Linked DNA regions of Mus musculus: all the other regions are linked to region 1. Evidence: chromatin contacts called from public Hi-C, HiCAR-type and promoter capture Hi-C data. All regions are on one chromosome and are shown on one strand. Each heading gives the region's core, a stretch centred on a gene start, on an enhancer-like site or on the middle of the called end of the contact. The rest is flanking DNA. Distances are from core to core; before and after follow the strand shown.

The links. Promoter capture Hi-C pulls out the DNA fragments that hold promoters and counts their contacts. A called contact is a pair of places that touch in the nucleus more often than the background predicts. HiCAR-type assays count read pairs that join an accessible place to other places.
Region 2: a HiCAR-type map of astrocytes shows a contact between it and region 1, with 5 times the contacts expected there. The contact joins the promoter of Ppp1r16b here to the promoter of Top1 in region 1. A contact is called at or near these places in 2 of 39 promoter capture datasets (the C10 cell line and pre-B cells) and 9 of 115 datasets of contacts at active chromatin or transcription factors (astrocytes, embryonic forebrain, embryonic hindbrain and 6 more).
Region 3: a contact with region 1 is called in a promoter capture Hi-C map of hippocampal neurons, with 6 times the contacts expected there. The contact joins the enhancer-like site here to the promoter of Top1 in region 1. A contact is called at or near these places in 4 of 39 promoter capture datasets (the C10 cell line, hippocampal neurons, maxillary cranial neural crest and 1 more) and 5 of 115 datasets of contacts at active chromatin or transcription factors (astrocytes, embryonic forebrain, embryonic stem cells and 2 more).
Region 4: a Hi-C map of B cells shows a contact between it and region 1, with 7 read pairs. The contact joins the enhancer-like site here to the promoter of Top1 in region 1. A contact is called at or near these places in 2 of 39 promoter capture datasets (hippocampal neurons and pre-B cells), 1 of 484 Hi-C or Micro-C datasets (B cells) and 2 of 115 datasets of contacts at active chromatin or transcription factors (embryonic stem cells and large pre-B cells).
Region 5: a promoter capture Hi-C map of pre-B cells shows a contact between it and region 1, with 8 times the contacts expected there. The contact joins the promoter of Fam83d here to the promoter of Top1 in region 1. A contact is called at or near these places in 13 of 39 promoter capture datasets (the 3T3-L1 cell line, 3T3-L1-derived adipocytes, the C10 cell line and 9 more), 1 of 15 datasets of contacts at CTCF or cohesin (large pre-B cells), 2 of 484 Hi-C or Micro-C datasets (B cells and embryonic stem cells), 8 of 115 datasets of contacts at active chromatin or transcription factors (the 230-238 cell line, cardiomyocytes, embryonic limb bud and 5 more) and 1 of 9 other capture datasets (adipose tissue).
Region 6: a HiCAR-type map of astrocytes shows a contact between it and region 1, with 6 times the contacts expected there. The contact joins the promoter of Dhx35 here to the promoter of Top1 in region 1. A contact is called at or near these places in 11 of 39 promoter capture datasets (the 3T3-L1 cell line, the C10 cell line, cranial neural crest and 5 more), 1 of 484 Hi-C or Micro-C datasets (CD4 T cells), 17 of 115 datasets of contacts at active chromatin or transcription factors (the NIH/3T3 cell line, SST interneurons, acute myeloid leukemia and 11 more) and 3 of 9 other capture datasets (adipose tissue, macrophages and pancreatic islet).
Region 7: a HiCAR-type map of astrocytes shows a contact between it and region 1, with 4 times the contacts expected there. The contact joins the enhancer-like site here to the promoter of Top1 in region 1. A contact is called at or near these places in 7 of 39 promoter capture datasets (the C10 cell line, cranial neural crest, hippocampal neurons and 3 more), 11 of 115 datasets of contacts at active chromatin or transcription factors (acute myeloid leukemia, astrocytes, embryonic forebrain and 6 more) and 1 of 9 other capture datasets (embryonic stem cells).

The regions. Positions count from the first base shown.
Region 1 is chr2:160,644,232-160,647,289 of GRCm38.p6, forward strand. It overlaps Top1 (topoisomerase (DNA) I), which reads left to right and starts at 1,666. Exons shown (of 21, transcript NM_009408.2): 1 at 1,666-2,031; 2 at 2,377-2,401. The coding sequence starts at 1,999.
Region 2 is chr2:158,665,698-158,668,755 of GRCm38.p6, forward strand. It overlaps Ppp1r16b (protein phosphatase 1, regulatory subunit 16B), which reads left to right and starts at 1,438. Exons shown (of 11, transcript NM_001159662.1): 1 at 1,438-1,552.
Region 3 is chr2:158,686,292-158,689,349 of GRCm38.p6, forward strand. All of the region lies in intron 1 of Ppp1r16b (protein phosphatase 1, regulatory subunit 16B), which reads left to right. Among named protein-coding and RNA genes, the nearest start is that of Ppp1r16b, 21 kb to the left of the region's middle. Within about 2 kb of position 1,665, at least 58 of the 459 cell types and tissues checked have an H3K27ac peak or open chromatin away from gene starts, as enhancers often do. A contact at or near this core is called in hippocampal neurons, where this site is marked.
Region 4 is chr2:158,717,947-158,721,004 of GRCm38.p6, forward strand. The region is part of intron 2 of Ppp1r16b (protein phosphatase 1, regulatory subunit 16B); the gene reads left to right. Among named protein-coding and RNA genes, the nearest start is that of Fam83d, 49 kb to the right of the region's middle. Within about 2 kb of position 1,410, at least 70 of the 459 cell types and tissues checked have an H3K27ac peak or open chromatin away from gene starts, as enhancers often do. A contact at or near this core is called in B cells and pre-B cells, where this site is marked.
Region 5 is chr2:158,766,622-158,769,679 of GRCm38.p6, forward strand. It overlaps Fam83d (family with sequence similarity 83, member D), which reads left to right and starts at 1,478. Exons shown (of 4, transcript NM_027975.2): 1 at 1,478-1,966. The coding sequence starts at 1,493.
Region 6 is chr2:158,793,169-158,796,226 of GRCm38.p6, forward strand. It overlaps Dhx35 (DEAH (Asp-Glu-Ala-His) box polypeptide 35), which reads left to right and starts at 1,639. Exons shown (of 22, transcript NM_001372513.1): 1 at 1,639-1,760. The coding sequence starts at 1,721.
Region 7 is chr2:158,831,924-158,834,981 of GRCm38.p6, forward strand. It overlaps Dhx35 (DEAH (Asp-Glu-Ala-His) box polypeptide 35), which reads left to right. Exons shown (of 22, transcript NM_001372513.1): 13 at 2,947-3,058. Among named protein-coding and RNA genes, the nearest start is that of Dhx35, 39 kb to the left of the region's middle. Within about 2 kb of position 1,613, at least 48 of the 459 cell types and tissues checked have an H3K27ac peak or open chromatin away from gene starts, as enhancers often do. A contact at or near this core is called in astrocytes, embryonic stem cells and stem cell-derived neural progenitor cells, where this site is marked.

The sequences.
Region 1 (3,058 bases), core at 416-2,915:
CTACAGGCCCTTAAACAAAGTCTTTTTGTTTGTTTGGGATTGTCTATTAAACACAATTATCGCTGTTGTCCCGTTGTCCAGATGAAGAAACTGGGACTCAGAGTGGTTAAACAACTTGTTCAAGGTCATGGAAGAATAGGAAAATTCTGCTTAGGAAAGCAGAATTGAAAAATAGGCCAGTTGACTTCCAAGTGTGGACTCTTAGCCACTGCATTGTTGTGTTTGCCTTTGTTGATTGGACTCTTCTGTCAGAGGACCTGTTGATTCCTGGGGGCTAAGTGCTGAACAAGATGGAGAGGTCCTAACCCTCACTGACCTCGAATTATATAAAGGAGACAGAAAAGAAGTCACTAGCTCCCATATGGGTAACTTAACAACTGTGATAACTGTTATAAAGGAGAGAGGCACATGGGTACAGCATGCGGAAAGGGGCGTGCAGCACTTCAAGCTTGGTTTTTCGGGACAGTTTCTCTAAGTAGCCCTGGTTGTCCTGGAACTCACTCTGTAGATCAGGCTGGCCTCGAACTCAGAAATCCGCCTGCCTCTGCCTCTCAACTGTTGGGATTAAAGGCGTATGCCACCACTGCCCAGCTGGCTTGAGTTTTGAAATATTCACAAGAATTAACCCTAAGTGTTTATCACTCAATGTTTATGAACATTTTCCGAATTTATTTATATGGGGGATTGAGCCAGACTGGAGATGAATTCAGCCTGGGATGTTCTTGCAAATCCAATTGCTAATGTCATTAATCCCTCAAGACAGTTTGATAGTGGTCGATGGTCCACACCCAGGACTGTGAGGAGTCAGGGCAGACCTTATAGTATGGTGTTCCCTAAATAAAGTTCTCTCAGGGTACAGTCCTGGTTAGAACCAGGATCCATTTACCTGGGGGTCCAATTCCCTTTGATTTGGAATATTAGCCCTCTCACATCAAACTAATTCCTGTCTCACAGTAGGCGCTTAATAAATGTTTATAAAAAGAACAAATGCAGTAGGGTACTTGTGACACAGGGCTACATGACTGTAAACTGGAGCTAAACCTGACTGAAAAATTAAAATAATTTTTAAAAATGGGTGTGAAGTGCTGGGCGGTGGTGGCGCACGCCTTCAATCCCAGCACGTGGGAGGCAGAGGCAGGAGGATTTCTGAGTTCGAGGCCAGCCTGGTCTACTGAGTGAGTTCCAGGACAGTCAGGGCTACACAGAGAAACCCTGTCTCGAACACCCCCCCCTACAAAAAAAAAGAATAAATAATAAATAAATGGATGTGAAGTATTCCAGAAGTCTGGACAAAGGCTGTGAGGAGACTCCAGCTAAATGCCTTACGGCTGCTGGTGAACTAAGATCGGGGCAGCCAAGGTACGTGCGGATCAAACTTGTCTGGCTCTAGAGATGCAGAAGCTGGAGACACGGTCCCTGGCCAGCTTAGCTGGGTCCCGCCGCGGCCTTTAAAGGCCTACCACGTGGCCGCCCGGGTGTCCAAGGTCCAGAGGCGGTGTCCACGCTGCGCCTGCGTGCTGCTAGAGCCGGTGTCCCGCCTCTGAGAACGCCAGTCCCGTAGCAAGGCAGAAAGCAGAGAGTGGGCGGAGTTAAGTCCGTATGCTAATAAAGGGGCGGAACTTGCGAGGCAAAACCGGCTCTGTCTCCCGGACCTCTAAGAGACCCGCCGCAACCCTCAGCCTCTTTCCACGAGCGCTGACGTCGACGACGACGTCCCATTTAAAAGCGGCCGCGCAGGCGCAGTGAGGGGAAATGCGAACTTAGGCTGTTACACAACTGCTGGGGTCTGTTCTCGCTGTCCGCCCGCCCGGCAGTCTGTCAGTCGCGTCGCTACCGCCGCTGCCTCCTCCACTGTCCCGGGAGTCTCGGGCCGGTGGCTGCTGTCGCCGTCTGTTCGTGCTTCTCAGGAGCTTCGTCCGCCCGTTCAGGCCGTCCCTGCCGTCCGCCTCTCTTCCCCCGCGCTGCCTCTGAGCCCGCAGCGTTCGCACGCCGGCCGACATGAGCGGGGACCATCTCCACAACGATTCCCAGGTGCGACCAGCCGGCCCCCGACTCGTCCCCAGCTGCTCGGGCCCGGGCCGGCTCCGGCCCCGGCCAGGGCCCCGGTCCCAGCCCCAGCCGGCCGCGCCGGGTTGACAGGCCCGAGTCTGCGATGAGGGGCGGCCGGTTGGAGTCGCTTGGATGGCCGGGTCCCGGGCGGAGCCGTCAAGTTGGAGTTTGGTGGGGGGATGGCAGCCCCGGGTAGGCCATTCGCGGGCCTCTGGGTTCCGGGGCGCCGGGTGGGCCCGAGCCCCGGCCCCCGGCCGCGCGCTCTCGTCCGCCGCCCCGGGGCTTCATGTGCCGGTTGTTTCATCTTCCCTCCTTTTCTTTCCTCAGATCGAAGCGGATTTCCGATTGAATGGTGAGTGTGCCCCCCGCCCCGCCCCAAGTGTCCCCACACGCCGCTGCCTGCCTCCCCCGCGCCGGGCCGGAGCCGGGCAGAGGACAGACATGGCGTCCCAGAGACTAAGTCCCGGCTCCTCGCTCACCGGCCCCATTGTTCCCATCGGGCCGCCTCTGGACCCCCTTTCCCGGGGTCTCAGCACCCCCAGATCACGGCCTTCTCCAGAGGGGGCACCGGAGACCCCGCGTCGACCGTCGCTGGGTCTCGGGCGGCCTTTCTCCGCCGGGATTCTTCCCGGGAAAGTCGCCTTGTCGACGGTCGGGACTTAGTCTCTGCGCCATTTTCTTTTTCTCTCTCCTCTCCTTTCTGTGCCTGTGTCTTTCTCTCCCTCCCTCAGCTCCTTCCTTGAGCTGTCCAGAAAGAGCTTTCTGCAGAGCAGAGCCATATAAATCACAGACCTCACCAAAGAAGGAAGGCTTAGGGACGGAATTATCTTTTATTTTTTCTTAATAGAACTTTATTTTGGAAGTTACTTGCTTTCTGCTTCATGTTTGCTTGCTTTCTTCTTCTTTTTTAATTTTTGTGATTCCAGAACGAAAGATTCCCTTAGGCAGCTAAGGGTTTTATGGGTTTTTTTTGTTTCTTTTGTTTTTTGTTTTTAGTCCTTTTATTTTT
Region 2 (3,058 bases), core at 188-2,687, 2.0 Mb before region 1:
TGTGTTTGTTACCACACCTGGTACTGGCACACATGCAGGGTACTGGTGTACACACAGGGTACTGGGGGCTGAGCCCAGAGTTTTGTGCCTGCTAGGCAAGCACTCTATCCACTGAGCTATATTTCCTTACTCAACCCACAGGGTTTTGCTCCTCCAAGAAAAGTAACTGAGTGTATTCAGCAAGTAGGAAATCAGGCAGGGTGTAGTGACCCTGCCTTTAATCCCAACATGTCTTTAATCCCAGCACTGAGGAGGTAGAGGTCACCGGATCTCTTGCTTTTAAATCCAGCATGATCCACATAGTGAGTTCTGAGCCAGTCAGGGCTGCTGAGTGAGACCCTGTCTTAAAAGAAAATAAAAAGGAAATCAGTACACTTGGTGTTGCTCCCGGCTTTACCGGTTCTATGGTTCTATCCCTGAGTGTTTCAAACAGGATTACGGGAGGATCCCTGAGACCTAAACTGTGAATCTTGTCTGCCTCCCCAGCTGCTTAGCCCTGGGTGCCTCTGGCTCTAATCTGGAGGCTGGGAAAGTGCAGGAACAAAGCCCTTTGTGGAGAAGAGAACCCCATTGTTCTAAAGTCAGCTTTCAGGGAATGCGGATTCCAGAGAATGTTTGGGATAGGGCTTTTCTCTTTGTCCACTTTCTCCCCTCTCCCTGGGGGGAGGAGCAATTTAAAGGAGCAACTTTCAAAATTAGATTAAACAGAGTTAAACCCATTGCCTTCGAGGGAAGGCACACACTGCAGGATCTTCTGCCCAGCAGCCGCCTAGGTTACATGACAGAAACCCAGGGCGTTTGGGTCTTGTTCTTAGCAGGAAACCTCAAGGAAGCAGCTGGGCCTAGATCTTCCGGGCACCTCAGCTGGTGAGAGTCATCAACCTAGGCATGACCACTTCCTTCCTCCTTCTCTTCACCTCCCCTCTTTCCAGAGCGAAAGAGTGACTGGACTCCACGTCACAGGCCATGGTCTATTGCCTTTTCTCAGGTAAAAGACCTATCTATATAGCCCCGTCCTCTAGATAAGGCCTGGCCAAGTTCCTGATGTTTGTGGAGCCTTCAGAATCAAGCTCAACGTGGGAGATTGACTTTCGGGCACTGAACTGACCCCATTCTCTGCTACTACAGGTAGGATATTATCCCTTTCTGGGCCTCACTGGGTCTATCTGTCAAATGGGAATAAAATACCACCCTGGCTTCCCCCCCTGTCTGTACTGGAGGTTAGAGGTGGGACACAGTCAAGGAGAACTATCCTGAAGCCTGACTGTGTCTCAGCTGCTTCCAAATTCCTGCAGCTCAGAAAAGGGGTCTTCATTTGGAGGGCGCTAAGATCTAGACCTTCTTGTTGCTCGGTGACAAGCCCCTTGGGGATGCGCGGGCCCACCCCTTTCCCCCGGGAGCTGAGGCTCCGCCTTAAGGGAGGAGTCAAGAGGCGGCACGGTGGCTCGCTACCCAGCCGAGCTGGCTCTGTCGCCGCACCACCAGCTGCGGCTCTGGGACCTGCGGATCGAGCCGGGGCCGGAGCCGCCCGGGGTAGGGCTCGAGAGAGCGGGTGAGTTGAGCGGCGCCGCATTCCTCTCTGCACTCTGCGGATCCGGCGGGCAGGTGTCTCGGGCCCTTCCAGTCTGGCTGGTGGAGAGGGGTGGCTCAGCCAAGGGAGGGTGGCTTAAGATAATTGGGGAGGGGGGCGGTGGCGGTGGAGTGTGCTGGAAAGGTGCAGTCTCCCACATCTCGCTATCGGATGGGGAGGCTGGTGTAGAGAGTGAATTGGCAGGGCTGCGATGGCTGGATTCTGGGGGGCGATGTGAGGTCCGTGGTCTGTCTGGGCTACTGTCTGCCAGGGTTACAAGGCTGGGTGATGAAACCACAGAACACCAGACGCCCTGGGCAAGCGGTCTACGAGCCCGGCATGGGGGCGCCGCCCCCTCGCGTGGCGGCGCTTGGTCTGGGCAGGCAGCGCGCTGAGAGCGCTGCTCCGGGGGTGGGAAAAGTCCCGGGGGCAGGCGTCCCTAAGGGCAAACCTGACCTAGTGCGGGATCTCCACCCCTAGAGAGTGTCGGTCGGTCCCGGTAGCCCCCGGCGGGGTGATTCCCCAGAAGGGATGCTCTCGGCCTCTTCGCCCGCCGCCTTGGGCGCGAGCTGCGGGTCCCGGCGCCCAGAGCGCTCCACTCCTCGCGAGTCCCGCGCATCCGTTCCCGCAGGGAGCAGCGCCCCCGAGCGCCCAAGACAGGCAGAAACGGCGCAGCCCTACCCCAGAGGTCAACTGAGGGGTCTCCCACAAGGTCACGCAGAGCACCCTGATCGCCCCGAGTGGGAGCGAGGAGCCGGAGGCTCTCCTACCCGCCTCCGTAGCGGATGCAGACTCTCTTCCTCTGCGCTCCCCTCCCAGCCCTGCCTCCAGCTTTACGGAAGATGTTGCTGATGCAGCTTCCAGCCCCGGGCGGATAATCGGGTCTAGGTGAGCTGTGACTACGGCCCTCTCTGCAACCCACTGGAGCGCCACCACTACTGGCCAGGCCTGGAAGCCTTTGCTCTCCTGGAATCAGAAGGGGGGGGGGGCAGAGATGAGGCTGCACAGAACGGAAAGCCGGTGCTTGTGCGCCCATGTGATTACACTGCTCATAAAGGGCTCCTGTTCTTGCTGTCAGAGGCGCCCACCAGCTCCTGGTTCCCGGGAGCACCAGGTGCGGCCTGTGAATCGCCCTCTGTAGAGGACCCGGAGCCCGATAGTGCCAGGCGCCGTTTCCCTCCAGGCTATCTGGGGAAGGGGCTGGCGGTCGCTCCAGGCCCTCGGGGGGTGGGGTGGGGGGACTTCTCTGTGCGCCTTATCCTGCCATTTCCTGCAGCCAGTAAGGTACCGGAGTAGAAACGGCCTCCGTGGGGAGGGAGCTTTCCTTCCAGGCTGAGCTCCGCACAGCTCAGCTGAAGACTTGCTGTCTGCCCGCGGGCCCTGCACTCGGTTCCCCATCACCACAGATCTCTAAGAAGTGGGGTGAATGGTCGCTGTAGGGTAACAGGGAGGCCTCCCGCGAAGCTCTTGGTGCATCGGAGCATCATG
Region 3 (3,058 bases), core at 415-2,914, 2.0 Mb before region 1:
TGGTCCTCATGTTTGAGCAGAGAGTTTTACTCACTAAGCCATATCCCCACATTGAGGACTAGAATCTTAATCAAGGGGGCAAAAGGCAGACCCTGAAATCCAAGTTTAGGCAAGCATGCTGTAGACCAGAATTGCAGTTGATGTGTTCATAGTCCCTGCTCTCTTCTTTGGCCATAGTAGTCATTGTTGATCACTTCCCATTGATAATCTCTCTCTCCTTATACTGCCCCAAATGGACTCCAGCAACCTAAGAGTTAGTACAAGGGAGGAAAGCTTGGTCAAGAATGTCAGATGGCAGGGAGGGGTGCAGAGGGGACGAGTTCTTCACACTCCCAACAGCTGTCCCTTGTTTAATGACCTATGATCTAGGAGGGTATTCTGTGGCCGCAGGTGGCCTGCTTTGAAAATGATCCTCTGGCTTTGGAGGAAGTTTTTTTTTTTTTTTTTTTTTTCTGTTTCTGCACAGGGGATGGGGGTGGGGGTTCCACACCCCCAATCTTGGAGGAACTGTGTTCGTAATATGACTCCCATTTCCCTCTACCTAGCTGTTATATAAGCTTCTTTGGGAAACCGGTGACTGTGATTGATGGGACCACATGGGACGTTTACAGATATTATATCTGCATGTCCCTGTCCTTTGTGTGTGTCCCCTGGGCCCCTCCCCACACTGGCATTCTTACCTACAAGTAGTCTGGCTTCTCTGGGTTCACGTGTCTAACAGGAGGCTCAGTGTGGATGACTGATGTGTTCATGGGCTTCCTGTGTCCACTGAACCATCGACCCCTTTGAAATCCATCTCTTGGAAGCCTAAGGAGGCCATCTCACCTTTACATGAAGCGCCAACCCCAAACATCAACCCATCATCTGCTTGGAATGGACCTGACAGGTTGTGTTGTCAGATGCGGGCTCCAGACATGCTCAGCAAAATCCTTATTCTGTTGGATGCTTTCCCAGCCCAGTCAGGATTGGGGCTCCTGGGAAACTGTCTACCACACCGCTGGCCCTTGTCTCTTTGCAGCCTGATGGGTGGTTATTGAGTATAGGGGAGAGGGACCCCAACATTGTTCTAGGGCTGGCCTCTGATTTTGCATTAGAAGTTTTTTTCCCTCAGGCCTGGCTGACAGCATCCCTATATTACCTGCCCACAAGTCTGATTCTACCTGAGGCTGAAGCAACCAGTGTCCTCAACTAGTCCAAGGAAATGTCATTGGTGCCCCAGAGCTGACCATGATTCATCTCCAGAGAGAGCCCGGGCCATGGGTTATCTGGTCACTCTTTATTCCGATGAATTATGAATTCTGCCTCTCTTCTTTATAAATGTGAAACCCTGTAAATGAGCTTCAGGGTCACCATTAAGAGATCTGAATGAAGTGACATGTCTGGGAGAAGTAGAGTTGAGGAGCAGTTCCTTGGGGACCCTGGTCCTCCATCAGGTTTAGAACCAGGAGGCCTGGGTATGGTGACTGTGCCCAGAGTCTAAAGGGGTCATTCTTGCAGGAGTAGGACAGTCAGTGCACCGAGTCCCCTGACGGTGGGGCCGGAGGGACAGAGGAGATTGCTAATTCGGATATCTGGAGCAAGTCTCCTTGCTCATGCGTGGAGCATCTCGAGCTCTCGAGGGTGATGTTATGCAGCTGTACTGTGGGAGGGCGGGGGTGTGCATCCCTTTAGTGAAGAAGCAAGCCCTGAGTGAGAGCTGGAAGGGAGGAGGCACCGCCCGCCCCGCCGCCGCTGCCCACCCGGGCTGTTTGTTTTGTTTTCTTTTTCCCCTCATGCTCAGTGGCACAGGAAACACGAGGAGAAAAGCACTCGTGGCCCTTCCTCCCGCAGCGCCTGCCAAGACCGCCGAGAAGAATAGCCGAGGAACTGGGAGAAAAAGCCGAACATTTTAACAGTGTGAACTTTGAAACGCTCTCTCTCTGACTCATGTTCGACAGTCTCTTCAATTCGAATTCACCTTCCCTCGTGTTGTTTTTCTCAAACTGGTAGGCTTGATTCCAAAGATGTGTCAATCAGCTGCTCCCTCCTGTGTGTGTGTGTGTGTGGTGTGTGTGTGTGTGTGTGTGTGTGTGTGTGCGCGCCTGTGTGCGTGTGCATGTGTGTGTCCTTTCTCCCAAGTCAACACACATGAATGCTGTTGGAACCCAGCCTTGACCTTCTTCCCTTCCTCAAGGCTGGCCTTCCACTTAGACCTGTTGAGTCTGTAATGGCCTTTGTAGGGGAAAGTCCGCATATTGATAATAGTCTTCTGCAAGAGGCCACAACCCTTCCTGGGGTCCCTAGACCTGCATCTTTAAAAGCATCCTTGCCGCACTTTAAGATATTCTGGGTAATAAGGAACTGGGTTATATAATATATGAGGTGTGTTGGTTTGGCTAGCTGGAGTCCAGCGTCTCATTGTTCAAAGGACCCCTTATTCATCTCCTTTACCACCAAGCACTGGCTGCATGTAGAGACTGCCTTCAGAGCACCTTGGCTTCAGTCTCCTGGCTCCTCAGACAGAGGGAAGAGAAAGCTTCTGGTTGGGCCAACTTAAGGCCTAGGCCTGCCCTAGAACCAATCCCTGTCTGGGCTCAGGCCCTTACCAAGACCTCTGACCAATCAGGGCTCAGGATAATGAAGGAGTTCTAAGACCTCCCATTACTGTGCTCTTCTCAGGAGTACGCTCAGTAGCAGGAGCAACCCCACCAACAGCCTTTCATCTGTTGTGCCTCCTGCTATCCCATGGCTCCGCTTCCACTGAGCACTCTTCCCCTTAAGGGCCAATCTCACGGTGCCCAGATGCGCACCCTGGTCCCTTCTCCTCAAGGCAGCAAGGATGAGTGTGTGCATAGAGAAGAACCAAGTTAAGACTCTGCCAGCCTGGGGGATGGGGGGTAAGGTGACGACACCTTGGTGGCCTGTTCCCGCTTCTCCCAGGGCCCAATGCCTTGGCCTTAAACTTCCTGTTGGTCACAATTGAGCTATTTTGGTATGTGGCCCAGATGTTGGGGAAAGTCAGTACCCCACCCTACTTCCCCTGGACTCAGTTTTCTCACACTTGCACACACTTCCTGAT
Region 4 (3,058 bases), core at 160-2,659, 1.9 Mb before region 1:
CTGTCCTCTTTGTGGGGCCACTATTTGGAATGGCTTGAGTTTCCATGTGGAGCCGGAAGCCAGCTTTATCCTCTTCTCTACCCAGGAAACCTAGGGTGGAGCAAGGCAAGCATGAGATGACCCTGGGCTGTGAAGGACCCACTTGGAGGCTCCACCTCCATGTGCATGGCTTCAGCACAGAGCCTGGCACTGACCAAGCCCACACCCTTATGTGTCACCTTCATTTCTAATGCAGCATCTCAGCTGTGGCTATAAGTTAGTGGCAGTCCCCAGACCACAAGTGACAGAGCAGGGTTCCTGGCTCCTGGCACAATCTTCACTTGCCTGTCTTGTGAGGGTATCAAGTCTTGCCTGGTTTTTCAGAACCCTGTAAAGTTTGATTCTTGCTCCTGGTTTTAGGGGGAAGCTTATTATAGTCTGTGGCTCCCTGTGGGTCACAGGGGCATCCTTTTAATAGAGTGTGCATGTGTGGGCCCTGCGACTTGCCTGCTTGCCGTATGACTCTCAGCAAGGGATTTGATCTCTCTGAGCCTTTTCACGTTGGTTGTAGAACTGGGGTCCCGGGAGCACGTTCCTGAACATTCTTGGGAAGAGTGAATGGGGTGCCACAGAAAGTGAGCAACCAAGGTGTCTTGTCCACAGCAGGTGGTTTGCTGTTGTAGGTCCACCAGCCTTTTCTCACCATGGAAGGGGAGGGTAGTATGAGGGGCAACCTGGGCCCAACGTACATCTACTTTTTGGTTTTGTTTTTTTGAGACAGGGTTTCACTCTTTATAACTTGCTAGATTGGAACTCTGTGTAGACCAGGCTTGCCTGGAACTCGTAAAGATCCACTTGCCTCTGCCTCCTGATTGCTGGGATAAAAATGTGTGCACCTCTACTCTTGGCTCTGCACTTTTTTTTCTTTTTTTTTCTTTTTTTTAGAAACGTCTATTCAGTTCAAAGTGATGTTTTTAAAGGGCACTACACTATACTTAGCTTCTTTGACTTCTGCAGCCATTATGTGGATATGCAGCGGATGACGCTGATGTAGGGTGTGGCCCCAGGGGATGGCCTGGTTAAAGATCTACCCCTGTACTGAAGACCAGCTTCCTGTGGGGTCCAGCCAAGAATCACCAAGGTACATGGTTCAGACCCTGGGCTCTGGAGCGAGACCATTTGGGCTCCAACCCCAGCTCCATTCAGTAACCTCAGAAAGACCACTCTGTGCCTCAGTTTCTCCATTGCTTGAGTGAGGCCCTGTTCTCGAGTAATTTTTGGCACAGAGACGGTTCCCTCTGGGTTATGTCAGCATCTGTCGTCAGTTGGCATTTCCCTCCAAAATTGGGCCTGTGTCTGCCACACTGTGTGTCAGTCTTACGCAGGCTGTGGTCGCTGTGGGACTCGGGTTGTCTTTGTCTTTGGTGGCTGTGCAGGGCTGAGGTTAGGTACACAGGTGTCTGCCTGGGCCCGTGGTTTTCATCTGTGGTGGTGGCTTTCCCCTTTAACCTTCTGGGGAACATCACACCATTTGCTCTTACTCGTGAAGCTTTGTTTACCCCACATCCTCACCAGCACTTGTGATTCATATTCTCTCTCTGTCTCTGTCTGTCTGTCTGTCTGTCTGTCTGTCTGTCTCTGCCTTTGGCTCTCCCTCTCCTTCTCTCTGTCTCTCCCTCTCCCTCTCTTCCTCTCTCTGTCTTTCTCCAGTTGTATGTAGCCCAGGCTGGCCTCAAACCTTCTACATAGCTAATGACCTTGAATCCCCAATCCTCCTGCCTCTACCTCCCCAGTGCTGGGATATGCTTGAGCTATAATGCTTGACTCGTTGCCCTGAAGCCATTAATAGAACTATCCTGTGGGTGTGTACTCAAGTCACTTTCGTTTCTTCTAGATGCTTGTGCAAGGGATACTGTACAGTATGGCCCCCAGGGCTCCTTTTGAGGGAGGTACTGGATTAAGGGTTTCAAAAAACCCATCTCGTGGCCTGTGGAAGAGATGGTCCTTATGCAAGGGGGCAGCGCTCTTGTGCCCACCCTCACTCCCTATCCCCCTACTCCCGTATACCCCTGCTTGTAGCTGAGCGTATTCGTCTTCCTTCACAGACACCTGTGAGCCTTGTGTCAGGATGCCTGAGGTTCCTTAGTGAGCAACAGCCGACAGCCGGGACCCCTGCCCAGTGGGGCTGATGACCCTTAGGAGAGCTGATAGCCTGAGACTAACTGGAAGGTGACTGGGCATGGGGGTGGGCTCAGTGGCCAAGCACCTGCCCAGCATTCAGGAGGCTCTGAGTTTGATTCCCAACCTGACAATAATAATAATAATAATAATAATAATAATAATAATAATAATAATAATAATGATGATGATGATGACTAAATGGCAAAGGTCTCTTAGGGCAGATCTCTCTGAGGAAGTGACTTAAGTGACATGAATCCCTGCAGGGTCTAGACATAGAGGTAAATGGCACAAGTAGGGATCTGGGGCAGAGATCCCTGGTGATTGCGTGCCAGCCTGAGAGGTATGACTCCAGTGGGCAGGGAGCTGTCAGGGGAGGCCAGGCTGTATGGATGCCCGACCAACTTCCTTGTTGCCTTTCCAGCTGTGGTGGAGAGCCAGGCCAGCACAGGGCAGCTTCTCCCAGGGTCTAGCTCCATCTCATCTCATCCCAGGGCTGGGACTGGGGAGTGGGCCAGGGTCAGTTGCCTCAGAGAGCACAGGACACAGTGTGACTCCGACGTCCCTCTAGCCTATTCTAAGGCATGCATTGATGCCTGTATCCATTATCTTTGGAGCCTCTTCTTCCCAGGTTTGGCCTGATGTCCTCTCCTTACTGCAGAGCTTAGCCTCAAGGCATGGAAGTCCAGGTTAATGTCCTGGCCACCCTCCTGGCTCGAAGAGAACAAGGTGTTCCACCGCAAAGCCCTGGCCTGAGGACATGAGTGCACCTGACCCGGGGCACAGGAAGAAAGCTGACCCAGCGCCTGGGTTACATAAGGTGTCTTTGGAACTTGGCTCCTTTTGAGCTGATATGGGGAAAGGATGCCCAAACAGGCAAGCAGGTGGAACCGGAGAGGAG
Region 5 (3,058 bases), core at 228-2,727, 1.9 Mb before region 1:
CAGTTTTATTACAGTTTGATTGGTTTATGTTATTTATGTTACCAGGGTGCTCCCTTCCTCTGTTCCACTGACTTGTCCTGGGCCTTCCCATGTTCCTCTCTGGGCTTTTTCCTTTAGCTTATAGTGGAGAGCAATGCTCTACGTCATTCAATGGGATCATAGATTATGATCTCTGATTATCCTTGCTTTTAACCCAGGAAACAGAGGCAAAGACACTGTGTGACTGTACAGCCTCAGGCCTGGCCCCTGTCCTTATTACATGCAAGAGCTGGTTCGATTTGATAGAGGAAGGTAGTCTTCTGCATCCTGGATGCCAGAGTGGGGACACAGGAAGCTCTTGCCTTTGGGCTTGAATAACTTCCCTGAGAAGGCTGGAACCAGGGAAGGATGAAGAGAGGGAGGAGATCCTCACAGCAGTACTGGTTTGTTTTAAGTTTACAGAGGTAGAGGCAGGGGGTTAGAAAGCCAAGGTCATCCTTCGCTACAAGATATGAGAAAGGGAGAGAGAGAGAGAGTGAGAGAGACCTTTAAGCGAAGAAGTAGATACCACAGTGGATTAGTATATAGATGTATATGTATGAGCATATATGTATGTGTATATGTATATAGATATATATGTGTATGTTTGCAAGGTCTTCTGTGACCTCTCTTAGGATTGACACAGAATAAGATGGCTTCGAACTCCAGATTCTCCTACCCTAACCTCCCATGTGCTGGGAGTGTGCCACCACCCCCAGCTCTGCACCACTGAGAAAAAAAGACATTTATTTATTTTTATTTAATGTGTATGTTTGTGTGCTACGTATGCATACAGTGTCCGTGGATACCAGAAAGGGCATCATCAGATTCCCTGGAAGCATTATAGGTGGTTAGAGGTTGCCAGGGGAGACAGTGCTAAACCCAGATCCTCTGGAAGTGCTCTTAACTGATGAACCACCACTCCAGGCTCTATCTCTGTCTCTTTGTCTCTCTTCCTCCCCATCTTTTCCCTTCCTTCTCCCTCCCCCTCCCTCCGTCCCTCTGTCCTTCTCTCCTTCTCACTTGCTCTCTGTATTGATAAGTTAATGATTAGATGCAGGGTGGAGTGGCAATGAGGCTGATCACACCAAAATAAGCATGTCCAGGAGCAAGTCCTACCCCTAGTCCGAGTCCTTGAAGCACCATGTTATAGGGCACTCGGCAGGGGGCGTGCTCGGACAGTGCGGGGCTATGTCCCGGGTTGGCAGGGTTCTGGAGCCGCTAGGGCGGGGTAAAGTCAGATTTAAATTCCGCTCAGCCATCAGGCAGTGAGAGCAGAGGGTGGGCGGGTTCTGTCTCAGGAGCAACCAATAGCAATGAGGGGGCAGAGCCTTTGGTACGCATGGGAGACATCCAGCCAATGGGATTGCTGGGGCGGGGCGGCGAGCCAATAGAGCGGGCTGGTTTGATTCAAAGATGCCTATAAAAACTCAGACTACCACCGTAGACAAGTGGATCGGTTCTGGGCACTGCCATGGCTGCTCGCTTCGAGCTGTTGGACGACCTTCCCGCGGCCTGCCTGTCTCCGTGCGGACCGCCCAACCCCACGGAGCTGTTCAGCGAGGCGCGGCGTCTGGCTCTCGAGCAGCTGCTGGCCGGTGGTCCCGACGCCTGGGCCGCCTTCTTACGGCGTGAGCGGCTGGGCCGCTTCCTCAACGCCGACGAGGTGCGCGAGGTTCTGGGCGCTGCCGAGCGGCCGGGCGAGGATGGGGCGGCGGTAGCGGAGGACTCGTTCGGCTCCTCTCACGAATGCTCGTCGGGCACCTACTTTCCGGAGCAGTCGGACCTGGAACCGCCGGCGTTGGAGCTCGGCTGGCCTTCCTTCTACCAGGGTGCCTACCGCGGTGCCACGCGTGTCGAGGCTCATTTCCAGCCCCGCGGCGCGGGCGCCGGAGGCCCGTATGGCTGCAAGGATGCGCTGCGCCAGCAGTTGCGCTCCGCCCGAGAGGTGAGCGGCCCCCTGGCAGCGGGTAGGGGAGGAGCATCGGCCTTCTGAAAATTGAGTCATGTCGTAGTTCCAACTTCTGTTATTGGTACCCCTGGAACAGAGCGACTGTTAGTTCAAACCAAAGTGGATTGCAGAATTCCAGGGACGTCAGCTGACATTAGGTCTCACTTTCAGGAGCTAAGTAAAAGCTTAGTTTTACCCAAAAGATGATACCCGGAGACCATGGGGAGATCTGTAATTACCACTTTTCCACGCTTCTTAATGTTGTAGACAGATAAATTCGAGCAGTCGGTTTATCTCTTTCACTTCTGTGAGTGAGTCTGGTGGGAGATATTTTTAACCCACAGTGCCTGGGACTGTTCCAAGTAGCATTGATCCAAAATGCAAATATTTGTGCTTTAGATAAGCCACTGGTTACAATGGGTTTTTATCTTAGCTAGTGTCAGACTGCCCGATTGGCCTGGGGTGGAGTATAGAGTCTGGCCTGCCATAGATCAGGGAGAAAGGGCTCCACTTGGGAGGGTGTGGCTACAAGTTTGCATGCTGGTGAACACTGCTCCATTCCCAGACCTTTTGACTGCCTGGAACATGACGGGCAAAGCCTCAGACCATGTCAAGACTTAGTAGGCCTGGCACCGCTATATGTTAGGGTGCGGATCAGGTTGACATCACCAAGTCTAGGAGCAAGTTTGCGTTCTGTTTTTGTCTTTTGTTTTTTGTTTTCCTCTCTGCAAGACAAGGTCACTGTAACCCAGGCTTACCTGGAACTTACAGGCTTCAATTTCAGGCAATCCTCCTGCCTCTGCCTTCCTAGTGCCAAAGCCAAAGTTCTGATGCTGGTTCTGTACCTGACAGGCAGGACTTTGAGGATAAGAGTGTAGGTGACCAAGCTGTTCAGGGAATAGTATGGCTATGGCTGGATTCATGTTAATCCTGTGAGCTTTGGGTGGGCTGAGGGTCCGTTTGATGCTGGAAATGTTTCACTTGTGAGTTCAGTACAAAATTATAAAGCGTTTGGAAGAGGCAAAATTGTGGGCTAAGGGTGCATGCCCAAAGCTTCCCTCTGGGAGGAGAATTTGAGCACTCCTTGGG
Region 6 (3,058 bases), core at 389-2,888, 1.9 Mb before region 1:
GATTAACTTTAGTTCAATTGCACAAGTCTTAGGGTAAAATCGGCTTGCAAGTCCTACTCTACAGGGGGAATGTTTGATAGTGGAAGGAGAGAGGTCTTGGAGCTGCTCCTTCAAGGATCTAAAGCAGGGGTGAAGCATTCTCCACAGAAGGATTAGCATGTGCTGAACTTCATTTAATTATTAAGGAAACAAATCAAATCTAGAAACGAACGTGACATAAACTCAGATTTTGCTCGTGTGGTATATTTGCCCTGGCAGTTGAGCTAATGAGAGCCGATTCCGACCTAGTGCCTGCAGTGTCTTGCACTGTGTTAGGTCCTCTGCCCCTCATCTCCTTTAACACTTCTTTAAAGCTCAGTTTACAACTGAGCTTAAATGTCAGCCAGGTGATGGGCAAGCTAAGGATTCTGAATCAGGGTTACTTGTTTCCAACGCTTTCCGTAATTTGCCATTTCCCTCAAAGAATGAAGCATTTTCTTTTGGAGCTCTAAAAATGTATAGATTTTAAAGCCTCTTAATTTGTGGCTTCCTTGAGCCCAGCACAACTGTTCCATCCAGTAGAGGATGGAAACAGATGCAGAGACCCACAGCCAAATATTAAATGGAGCTTGAGGATGGGGGTGGGAGTGGGGGAGGAGTGTGTGGAAGAGTTGGGGGAAGGACTGAGGGCCCAGAAGAGGACAGGGCCTCCAAAGGAAGACCACCAGAGTCAACTAACCTGGACCCTTGGGGGCTCTCAGGGACTGAACTACCAACCAAAGAGCGAGCATGGGCTGTATCTGATGCAGAGTCCCCCAACAACTGGAGCAGGGGCTATCCCCGAGTCTGTTGCCTGCCTGCAGAGCCCATTCCCCTAACTGGGCTGACTTGTCTTGTCTTAGTGGGAGAGGATGCACCTAGTCCTGCAATGACTTGATGTGCGGGAGGTGGGGGTGGGGGATGGGGAGGTAGAAAAAGAGCATTTGATTTATAAACGGTTGCCTTGGAGGGAACACTGGGTGAATGCACTGGCCTCACTGATCTGATTTCTAGTCTCATCTTCCGGCCCAATGTGCTCCTGCGTTCCCACTTTGCGACATTTCTCTGAAGACCACAAGTTGCCTGTATCATTTCGGCTTTACTTGCTGATAATAAGCATCATTCTGTTTATCCAGCGTTTATTCATTTACAGTTTACCCAGCCCCACCCTCGCCTGGGAAACAAGAAGCTACAGTTCCAGGGAACACAGCAGCATTAACTGAATCATCAGACGCAGGAGGTCGTTACCGCTATTATCTCTCAGTATGAAAATAGGAGACTAAAAGAGACGCAGCTGCGATAGCATGTAAACACGAGCATCTCTCAGTTCACCGGGGAAACCCAGCCTCTGCTCACACTCTTAACGCTGGTGAGTGACAGCCTGGGAACACAGCAGCGCATTCCTAGAAGTTAGTGGCAACCCAGAGTGTCCAAGCAGGGTAGAGCAGCCAATCCGAGAGACAATATGGCCGCGCGGCATCACGTGGGCCAAGGAGAGGCCCTCAAAGGCAAGCCAAAGCGAGCTGCGATCACGTGATCCATAGTGGGGGGGGGGGGTGTTGCCGGAAGGCGTGGCTTCTTTTCGCTCTACCCGCCCCCCGCAGCCCCCGCGGAGGCTGCTGGCGGGCCACGCCCCTTGAGCCCGGAGGGACTCGCGCGGGTCTAGAGGGGCGGAGTCTTCTTCGTGACCTTTCACCCCAGCATGGCTGCGCCCTTGGGACCAGTGAAATTCTGGAAACCGGGTAAGGCAGGGCAGGGAGCCTGGGTAGATGCCCGGACATGACTTTCGGCCTGGGGACCCACCCGTGGGCCTGACCGGGGGAGGGCTGGGCACCACTCCTCCGCGCGCAAGGATGCTGCAGCCCACGGTGGTCCGGAGGAAGTCAAAGGCCTCCCTAAGCTGGGCGGAAACTCTGGGTGACCTTGTTGGAGTTTCTTAGCCTCCTCGGCACCTCTTGAGATGTAGAGTCCTGAAGCGCCCGTGTGTATCTTGCTGAAGTCCTGGGGCAGCATTGGGGCTCGAGAGGCAGTGCAGCTCAGTGGCTTAGAAGCTTGGGTTATGGAGTCAGAGCGCCCAGGTTCAAGGCTGCCTCTCTGCCTTGCATCAGTAGATGGAGAACCTTGAACTCTGCCCCCATCCCTCAGAACATCGCTCCCCTCACCTGGGAAGTGGGCGGAATACGAACACCTGTCCCGTGGGCGTGGAGTAGGGGGAGTACGTAGTCCGACTTAATGGCTCATAAAAGAGAAAATGTATTCCAGTGTTTTAGGGTAGGTCTTGCCCACTCTGAATGTTTACCACAAAGTGAACGCCCTCCTTCCTAGTGGCTGTCACTTTTCCTGTTTTGTAGGCTAACAAGTCACCATCTTTTGTTTTTGCATTTTCTCAGGTCGGGTTCTTGTTGAAATACCAGACCATGATCTGTGTAGGATGCGCCTTTTGTTCACGCTTTTCTTATAAACTAAACCAAACCAAGCTAAACCAAAACACTGTTTCTTAACTGGTACCAGCCTCTGCCCTTACTTTTTTACACATTTTCTTTTTTTCTCCTCTACCTGCACTCCAGAAGATCTGGGTGTATACATTATATTGTGATGATGATAGTTTGAGACAGAAAAGGCAACAAGGGACAGCTTTTAAAGAGTGTTTTAGATGCTCCCTGGAAATCTGACCATGTGCCTAAGTGTTAGAGAAATAAACTCATGAAGGTGACACATAATTATTTTTTTTTTTTTAAATCTGAACTGGATATGGTAGTCCATGGCTGTAATCCCAACACTTGGGAGGCAGAGGCAGGAGGATCTCTTGAATTTGAGGCCAGTCTGGTGTATATTCCAGGACAGCCAGGGTCACAAAGACATACCCTGACTCTCTCGTTTGTCACTTTCATGACTCAGCATTTTCAGGCATCAGCTGATTGTCCACCCCAGTAAGTAATGAGTTACCAACTTATTCAAGAGTTAACCAGCAGACCAAAGAGTTAAGTCTAATAGAGGCTTGGATAAATTGCCAAAACTCAGACCCGGGTACCATTTTGGT
Region 7 (3,058 bases), core at 363-2,862, 1.8 Mb before region 1:
TTTGGATCCCAGGGCAGACATTTGTCCCTCCTGGCAGAACTCACTGTCAAATCCAGCTCTCCCAGGGACCCCACCACTTCCTTCCTTCCTTTGCTAGGATTCCCCAGCTGGCTCAGTGAACCACCTCCTGCCTACCACCTCCATTCTAACCTAATGTTGGGCCTTGTGTCAGACCCCTGAGCATAGACTTGTGCATCAAGTGTTGTCTTTCTGCTTAATGGGCTGTGTTCTTACAGCTCCTGAACCCAGAGGCACGGCCCATCAGATCCCCGCTTGCCTTTGCAGAGTTCTCCTGAGAATCATTCATGGATGGCAAATAGTTGGCTCAGTTCTGTATCACAAGCCGTGCTAACTTCTGAGGGCACAGAGTGAAATTCTGGTAGACAGTCCTGGCCTTTAATGAGCTTTCCTCTCAGCCTGCTGGCACTGCTAGGCACAGGTACCATGATGTTCCAGAGCTGCTGTCTGTCTGTCTGTCTGTCTCTTTCACTGGGAGTGGTTCTGAGACATCCACCACCCCCACTGCCCATGCCCACAGAGCTTACCTTCCTGCCTTCTTAGTGTGCAGATGGAGTTCCAAGTCATTAATGCCCTCCTGTGTCCAGCACCCACTTACGCTGTCTTTCCATTCCTCTTTTACGCGGTTTCCTAGGGATTAGTGGGGCTGGATGTAAGTGTGTGGGTAGACTTGGGACATGAAGGGGAACCTTTATTTCTTTGAGGAATTGCAGAGTTGTAGGTATAGTAATTGTGTGGCTAAGGAATTATTTATTTTTGAGGCAGGATTTCTCTGTGGAGCCTAGGCTGGCCTCAGCCTCCGAGATCTCCCTACCGTTGCCTCTCAAGGTCTGGGACGTAAAGACAGGCACCACCATTCTCAGCAATATTTTTAGTTTTAGGTAATTTTATTTTGTGTGTTGTGCCTGCATGTCTGTCTGTGCAGTACATGTGTGCCTGGTGCTGAGGTGGTCAGAGGAGTGTTACTGGAATAGGAATTGCAGGTGAGTCTTAGCTGGCACATGGGGGCTGCGAGCTGAACCTGGCACCTCTGCATTTGCTTTTAACCGCTGAGCCATCTTCCAGCTCTAACTCAAATGATTTTTTTAAAGTGGAAATGGACACCGGCATTTGGTGTCAAAGAAGCCATGTGATAAGATACGGACTGAAGCTGGGCAAGTGGATCTGGGTGGAAGGTCACTGAGCCTTTAGTCGTAGCTGCTTTAGCAAGGGCGTGGTTGGGAAAGACCAGGGACAGTAAGCAACGGTTAGTGCCCACCCTTCAGATTGCCAGCAGATCTTCAGAGCCTGCAGCTCTTCTTTACTCAGATAATTTGGTGTTCCAGAACTTTCCAAGGCTTCTCCTTAGCTCCTCTGCTCTCACTCCTACTCTGCCTGGTTCTCAGCTACTCCGTTCTTAGACACGTGATCTGCTTCCCGCTTTGCCATGCATACCTCTGATGCCTTGGGCTTGTCTGTCTTTGTATCTTCTCAGAGAGGCCGGCCTTTCAGCTAGTGACTTGTTTCTGCCTTGGCCAGTGGTGTGCCTGGGGAGTGTAGTTGTCCTGGTAACAGTACTATAACCACAAAGATCCTCCTGATACTCTTGGCAGCTCCTGTGTAGCTTTTCTCAGTTTCTGCTCATCTCTTTCCTGAGCCTCCCATGGTCCACGGCAGGGGCATATGTCCCTCTTGGGCCTGTTTTTTGGTCTTGATCCAGGTCCCTCCTACCTCTGAAGTCTCCAGGGCCATTGCGTGAGGCCTCTGCCCCTCTTGACCTCTGTGCCCCTGGCTCTGGGGCCTTTGCAGCTTTCCTGTGTCATCACATCTTTTTGTCTCTGAGAATCAACACCTGCTTCTCTCAGCATCTTCTCAGTGGGACCAGCCTCTCAGCTAATGACTTGTTTCTGCCTTGGTCAGTGGTGTGCCTGGGGAATGTGGTTGTCTTGGTAACAGAACAGTAACCACAATGTTCTTAAAGCTAAAGAACTTCTTTCCTTGCTTGCCATCTAGAACCTTCCCGCTAGACCCATGCATTTGGCAATTTATGTTACACAGTCCAGAATATTGGTTGTCTCTTTTCTCAGGAAAACCTTTCTAAAGTTCTTACAGATAGTAGTGTTTCTCCAGGAGACTTGGCTGTAATTCATTTTCCTCTCTAGTTAACTGCAGCCTTCTGGTCTAAATGGAGACTTCGTGATGCTTGTGTGTAAGGAGGGTGTGTATCTGTACAGCGGTCAGTACAGCGTTGACTTACATGGGAGGGTTTGGCGTGTAATCCATAGGCTTTCTGAATACACAGGGAAAGTGATTTCAGAAAAGCCTTCCTTTCTCCCCACCCTTTGATCTGGTTTTCAGAAAGTCCTCCCCTGACTCTCTATCCTTCCCCTCCTCCCCCATCTCTGTGCCTCGGGGTGCTTCTCCGGTTTGAGGTCACCTTTTGTTCCTGTGGGACAAGCAAGTACAGGATCCTGGGTGTGACTGCATTTGGCTCCTTGGTTTAAAAACTAGGTTTGTATGAATTCTGCTCTCTGTGATGAGATCCTTCTTCAGAGTCTAGGGCAGCTCTGGTGATTTATTTTTACATTTTTCTTTGCTTATTTTGCTGTTCTTGCTTCCTTGAAGCGCTCTGCCTTATGCAGAGTGAACAGCAACTGGGCCTGAGAGTAATTACCCAAATGCTTGCTACTTTCGTTTTGCTGACAAAAGCATTTGAAAAGCAAGGTTTGGAAGTAAAGGAGAGTGCTTTTGTAAAGGGGTACTGTTCAACTCTCTATGCTTTTGAAGTAGAACGTCCTTCCTAAACGTAAAAATAACTTTGTATCATAATGTTGTACATGTGGTCCCAGAATCCCAGAGCTCTTGTTCACGGTAGAGAAGGTGGACTCTGCCGATGTACAGGTGCATTTGAGTGTCACGTTTGATCTGTTTCTGATTTCCTATCCTTAGAGGAAGCCTTTGACCAGCTACCTCAGTCCACCGTCCCTGAGATGCAGCGCAGCAATTTGGCCCCCGTCATCCTGCAGCTAAAAGCCCTAGGGATAGACAATGTCCTCAGGTT